Regions from separate parts of the Anser cygnoides genome. Here region 1 is linked to region 2. Evidence: chromatin contacts called from public Hi-C data. All regions are on one chromosome and are shown on one strand. The core of a region is the stretch at or near the end of the contact, and the rest is flanking DNA. Distances in the headings are between cores, read along the strand shown.

What was found. A called contact is a pair of places that touch in the nucleus more often than the background predicts.
Region 1: a contact with region 2 is called in a Hi-C map of liver, with 4 times the contacts expected there. The contact joins the promoter of ARFGAP2 here to the promoter of CHRM4 in region 2. A contact is called at or near these places in 2 of 7 Hi-C or Micro-C datasets (both in liver).

Annotation. Positions count from the first base shown.
Region 1 is chr5:34,857,688-34,860,939 of Taihu_goose_T2T_genome, reverse strand. It overlaps ARFGAP2 (ADP ribosylation factor GTPase activating protein 2), which reads left to right and starts at 1,852. Exons shown (of 18, transcript XM_048065286.2): 1 at 1,852-2,010; 2 at 2,124-2,242; 3 at 2,938-3,010. The coding sequence starts at 1,939. The region is part of intron 9 of CSTPP1 (centriolar satellite-associated tubulin polyglutamylase complex regulator 1); the gene reads right to left.
Region 2 is chr5:34,409,360-34,412,450 of Taihu_goose_T2T_genome, reverse strand. It overlaps CHRM4 (cholinergic receptor muscarinic 4), which reads left to right and starts at 1,301. Exons shown (of 3, transcript XM_066997844.1): 1 at 1,301-1,526. The coding sequence starts at 1,472.

The DNA of each region.
Region 1 (3,252 bases), core at 603-3,102, 450 kb before region 2:
GTCTTCCTTGGACACAGCACAACGAGCTTAAACCATGCACCCTTCACAGAGCAGAGCAGCCTGCACTGTCTCTCCAGGTGCCTGCCCTGACAGGCAGGGACATCGTGTGACACTGACCTACAGACCTCTGAGGCTGCCTGGGCTCGTATCATTTCTCCCTCATAAGCCCCAACTGGGGTTAACACCACCATGAATAGATTCTGTCCCTCCTGGCCCCTGCACAGCATCTCCACCACACGGCCAAGCACAGGCCCTGTCAGAATAAAGCCGGCAGAGGAGGGGAGCAGCAGCACACAACAGATGGGGCAGGAGCAAGCAACTCAGGCTGACACTGCTCAGGCCAGCAGAACACCACCACTCCCAATATATGCTCATCGCTTGAACTGGCTTTCAGCAAATGCTCCTCTCCACAGCAAGATACAGCTTCTACAGCCTCCACCAAGCCACTGTACACTCCATCTCCTGTCCCTCGGTCTGCCTTCAGCTGCCAGGACGCTAACAGCACTAACAGGTCTTAATTGCCCTGAGCAGCCCCACCTGGAGCATTTACCCACAGCCCCTGCCCAGGGGTGGGCAGGTGGGTGGGTGTGGGCATCCATTTAAGCTCAGCCCAGGGGTATTGCCTCCTGCTTGACCCAAGCTGGAGAAATGTTGGAGTCTGGCTGTGCTATCTAGACCCTGCTGAGCTAGAGCCTGTCCTGTAGCTCACTTCACCTTGCCACCATGGACCTGGCTGGTAATTGCTAGACCTCATCCTGAGCTGTGAATTGTCTTCCTAGCTTGACCACAGGCCTACCTCACTGCCAGGGGCTTACCTGGCAATCTCAACTCTTGGCTGCTACCCTGGGCCTGCCCTGCTTGCTGGGCTCAGGTATTGTGGGGATGTGCCAGGGCTGCTGAAGGTGCAGCCCTACCGGGAGCTCCTCTCAGCTCCCCTTTTGCTAGGGCACAGCCAGCCCTTGCTGCACTCAACGCTGGCTCTCCTGGTATGTGTTCAGACAGCTGCACCATGAATGGGATCGGGGAGCTCAGCTGGTTTAAAAATAGCCGTGACAAAAAGCTATCAGTTACTTTTACCTGAAGTGGTTCCCCAGCGCTGCTTGAGTAACCCAGAAATGGGCATGCAGAAACCACCAAGGTAGCAGCGTAAGAGCGCTGTGAGGCAGGGTGCAGCCAGGAATGTGCCACGCTGGGCTGGGCAGGCCTCACCTCCCACCTCAGGGACTTATCTTGGGGAAGCTCAGATCAGATGTGTCACCAGAAGCTTCTCCTCTTACTGTAGGGGCAACCTGCCTCCTAGATTGGGTCTCGGCTGGGTGTGCAGTGAGGCCTCTGCTGATTCCGAGTGCTAGGCCTAATTCCTCTGCTAGACCCTGTGGTTTTTAGGGTCTTTTGCCCCACAATTCGGTTCTTGATTGTATCTGTATGTCCTGAGATGTTATGGATCCTGCTAAGATCATGTATGATAGGTTCCCATGGCAGTTAATTCTACAGTCCGCTTGTGGAAAAAAGGGAAACAAGTGAAAGGAAAGCCTTTAAATTTAAACTGAAAGTCGCCTTACCCAGACGCCAGCACATTTACTTTTTTTTTTTTAAGCAATAATTTGGCGTGACAGAGCAGTGTCCTCCTGGAGGTGACAAAACACCGGTGCCTTCCACCTCAGTGACACCCTGACACCGCCGCACTTCAACCCCCTGTCGCCCCGCGGTGCCTCCTCCCCTGCCGTAGCCCTAAGGGGCTCGGTGCCAGGAGCCCCGAGGCACAACCCCCGTCATGTGTGACCGCCCCGTGCTGCCGCCGAGCCCCCCGAGGGCGGGCGGGGGGCGGAGGCCGGACCACCCCCCTCAGAGGCCGGGCCTCTCCCCGCGGCCCGTCGGGGCCCGGCCGGCTCCCGTAGCGCCGCCCGCGGCTGCGGTGGCGTGTGGGAAGGAGAGACGATGGCGGCGGAGCCGGGCCGGGCGGAGATCCAGGCCTTCTTCAGGCGGCTGCGGGCGGCGCCGGCCAACAAGGTAACGGGCGGCGGCGGGCGGCCGCTCCCCGGCGGGGAGGGCACGGGGACGGGGACGGGGACGGGGAGGGAGCCGCCGGCCCCCCGCCGACCGCTGCCTCCCCCCCGCTCTAGTCCTGCTTCGACTGCGGCGCCAAGAACCCGAGCTGGGCCAGCGTCACCTACGGCGTCTTCCTCTGCATCGACTGCTCCGGCGCGCACCGCGCCCTGGGCGTGCACCTCAGCTTCATCAGGTGCGTGGCGGCCACCGGCACCGGGGGGCGTCCCCGGGGGGGTCTCCAGCCCCGGGGGCGCCGCGCGGACCCCTGCGGGGGCTGAGGGCGCCGGTCCCGGCAGTAAAGGCGAGCACAAGTCCTGCTTGTAAGGCAAAAAGGAATTTAGGTTTGGTTTTTCTGTGCTAGCCCGCTGGGGGAATGGTTCTGGGTTCCCACTGTCAGGGCTCGGCAAAGCTCTGTGGGTGACAGAGCCGCCGTCTGTGGGCGCTCGGGTAAGTTGGGTGCCGGTAGGAGAGGCGTCCCGCCGCTTTGCCTCGCTTGGTGGTTTTCTCGCGTGTTGCGTCATGTGTCCTGCCCCGGTCCCGGGGCTGAACGTGACCCTTTCGTGTCGCAGTGAGATCAGACGCGGAAGGAAAGCTGTGGGTCGTGCCGTCCTGCTTCGCGCCCCACCCTCTCAACAAGCCGTGCTAGTGAGGCGCCTTCTAAATGTGAATGCTGCGTTACTTGCGAAGCTGAAACTGACTTTATTGCTCGCTTTAAAAGTTCAAATCGATTCCCTATGGGAGTGAAGAAGTTACCGAGATGTTCTTCCCCCTTTGCCACCCATACTCTGCTGGGATAGAAGTGGGATATCTGACAGTTCGAGCTCAGAGCATGCTTTTGCGTTTGGCACGCCTGCCTATTATTAATAGGAGTAACTTGTTCTCGTTCAGGTCCACAGAGCTGGATTCTAACTGGAACTGGTTCCAGCTGAGGTGCATGCAAGTCGGCAGCAATGCCAACGCGGTAAGGAGCCTTTGTAGGCGTTTCGCTTGCTTTCTGTTTTGCTAAGCCACATCCTCCATTCCTTGTCCCTTTCCTTTGTAGCTTTCTGGGTACCAACCTCACTGCCGTGGGGTTCATACTCTGTGCTCAGAATTATATCCTCTGTCTTTGGGAATCTTCGTCTTCCTGTTGTGTTTGCGTCATGTCTAATGCTTGCCTGAGTATGAGCTGGTAGCCAGGAGACTGAATGTTGTTCTCTTTTC
Region 2 (3,091 bases), core at 52-2,551:
ACTTTCATCATCAGCCACGTTTTCTTTAGACTGGGGTTGACTTTTATGAATATTAAAGATGTCAGGATGGGTCTGCCGGGTTCACAGGAGCGGGGCTGCTGCAGGGCAGGGGCTGGGCTCGCGCTGCGCTGCGGGAGGCAGCCGGGAGTATGAGAGGATCCGTGAGGGGCAAGGGAGGGCCTCAGTGGAAGGATGGGGAGCAAGAACTTGTGAGTGTGTCTGAGAGCATCTGTACAGGGGGAGAGAGGGGATTTTGCCCGCCTCTAGGCAGATGTGGTGGCTTGGGCCGAGGGCACGATTTGCGGCAGAGCCCGGTGGAGGCTCCCGAACCGGTAGTGGGAGAGCGGGGATTGCTGATGGGCTGTCAGGCAGAGCGAAGCTCGGGGCACGGCCAAGAAAAAGAAAAAAAAAGGAGAAGCCATCCAAAAACAGAGGATGGAAAGAAACGGGTGAGGCAGGGACATGCGAGTGTTCCGAGGAGAGAGCAGCAAACGCGACTTCTAACCAGAACCCGAGCCTGGGCCTTCGGAGGCTCCACTTCTTCTGCCTAGTGAGAGAGAACAGCGCTGGGAGAAGAGCTAAAAGTTGAAAACTTTTGTACTTAATTTGGTTGCACGTTTTTATCTCCGTGCCGGATCAGCTTTGGAAGAAGGCTTCTTGCTGTTCATTACACTCTTTTGTCTACCCACGGGGAGTTGTAGTTTCAAACAAGAGCCCAATCAAACAACCCAACCCCGGTGCAATCAGATTGTCTTTGAGGCAGACATTTCCTCGCTCGGATGAGTCCGCCCGGGGCGCAGCAGTTTTCTTTACAGCATTTGGGGGGGGGGGGGGGGTCAGCATTTGGGTTTGAGAGGCCAAACCCCAGCGGAGGGGCACATCTCCCGGCCCCGGGGGGGGCGCACTGCCATCAGAGGCCGCTCTCCGGGTGCGGGAGCCGTGAGAGGGGCCGGGGCAGGAGCTGGGGGGGATTTGGCCGTGAGCACCCGGCGGGGCTCCGCCGGCCCCGGGGGGCTCCGGGCGGCGTCGGCCCGGCCGGGGCGAGCCTCGGGCGCTGTCCGCGGTGCTGCCGGGGCTGCTGCGGAGGGGGGGGGGGGGGGGTTAAAAAAGGGGGGCACCCGCTTCTTTTAATTATTTATTTTATTTTGGGAGGGAGGCAGCGGCGCGGGGATTGGCCGCGGCACCGTGACGCCGTGGTCCCCCCCCCTCTCCAAGCCTCCCCCCGACGTGGTGGCGGTGGCGATGCTGGGTTGGGGTGGGGGGGGGGGGGGGAGGCACTTTTGGGGGTGGGGAGGGGGGGGCACCGGGCCGAGCCGGCAGAGCCGGGTCCTCCCCCTCCTCCTCCTCCTCCTCCCCACGCCCCTCCCCGCCCTCCGCACGGCGCCGCCGGGAGCCGGGAGCCGGGAGGAGCCGGCCGGGGCCATGAGCACCGGAGCCCCCGACGGGGCGGCGGCGTGCTCGGCGCTGCGGCATGGCCGCTGACAACCGCTCGGCGGCGGGCGGCGGCGCGCCCTGGGGGCTGCCCGGTGAGTGGCGGGGGGCCGGGGGCACCCCCGGGCCGGGGGGCGCCGGGAGGAGGTGGGGGGGTGGGGGGGGGCGTGCTCCCGAGGCGCGCACCCCCGGGGATGTCGCACACCGGGGGGAGCTGGGGGCGGGGGGGGGGGTCTCTCTGCCAACTTTCCCCGGGCAGGCAGCCCCCTGCCCCTCTGCACGCCCCGCTGGCCGTCCCGTCCCGTCCCGTCCCCCCTGTCCCGTCCCGTCCCGTCCCGTTCCCCCCGTCCCGTCCCGTCCCGCAGCAGCGAGGGGCAGCTCTCGCCCCCTTCCTCCCCATCCGCGGCTGCCCCCCTGTCCCTATCCCGGTGACATCCCGGCTGCCCGGGGCCCACGGGCGGGGGTCGCGCAGCCCCACCCTTCTCCTTCCCAAAATCATGGCTTTGGCTTCAAACCAGGGGGACGGTTCTTGGCACTCCTTCAAATCAAAGCAGCGCCGGCTTCTCCTCTCTCCTTCTTTAAGCCCCTCCGACTGCGCCGCGGCCACGTTTGCCGTCCGGTCCTTGCAGACACCGGGGCTGGAGGGGCACTTCCCCGGCTGGGAAATAGCCGTCGTGCCTCCGTGCCCTGCCGGCCAAGGAGCTGGGCTGTGGGTGTCAGCACACGGAGGCTCCCCGCTTCGCCCCGGGCACCCGGGGTGACCTCGGAGAGCGGCCGGGTTCCCCCGCGCTGCTGGCAGGGTGAGCAGGGGCTGGCACCCGGCTCCTTGAGCCTGGCGCTAGCGAAACACACGAGATGCCAGGGAGCCAGGGCCCAGGCCTCCGGTGAAACATCACGGGTGGCAATGCTCGCGCTGAAATCACAGGTAGCAGCGGGACGCGTGGAGCTGTCACCACCTCGGGGCACTGCTGCCTGCTTCCTAATGCCCGGCCTCGTGTGCTCGGAGCGCCCATAGCCCGGGCTAGGTGCCTTTACGCACCCCAGGACATGCTCCCAGGGGAGCTGAGCGGCTGGCTTCACCCTCACGGACAGGCTAAGAAATAGGGACACGTCCCCGGTGCACGCTTGGCTGGGCTGGAGGCTGGCGGGCAGGGTGGGCTGGAGATGCAGGAAGGCTTTCAGCAAAAGAGGTTTGTTCCTCCACAAGAGGGGCATGCCCGTCGCCACAGGTCAGTCTGCTTTCTTTCATCGAAGAGAAATGAACCGAAATGATTAATTAATGCTGCGATCCAATTACTCTGAGTTTGCAGAAGAAGTATGGTTTTTCTCTCTAAACTATCCCCAAGAGGATCCTATTGATACCGGCTCTTGTCATGGTCGTGTTTGTTGTTGTTGTTGTTTTCTTTTAACGGAAATGACAGACATCTCCCCAGCAAAACACAGCCAGAAGCAGGGATGAACGTAGTGAGAGAGGTGCCCAGCACACCTTGGCTTTGGAGCCCCTCTTCCCCCGATGTGCTGGGACACGGCCGGCAGCACCCGCAGCGGTGGAGCGGGGCCGGTGGGCGCAGCCGGCGGCGCAGGGCTGAGAAGGCAGCGGGGAGAGCAGCAGCAAGAGGAGAGGGAAATGGAGGCTGTGTTTGCAAGGGGCTGCTGCTCG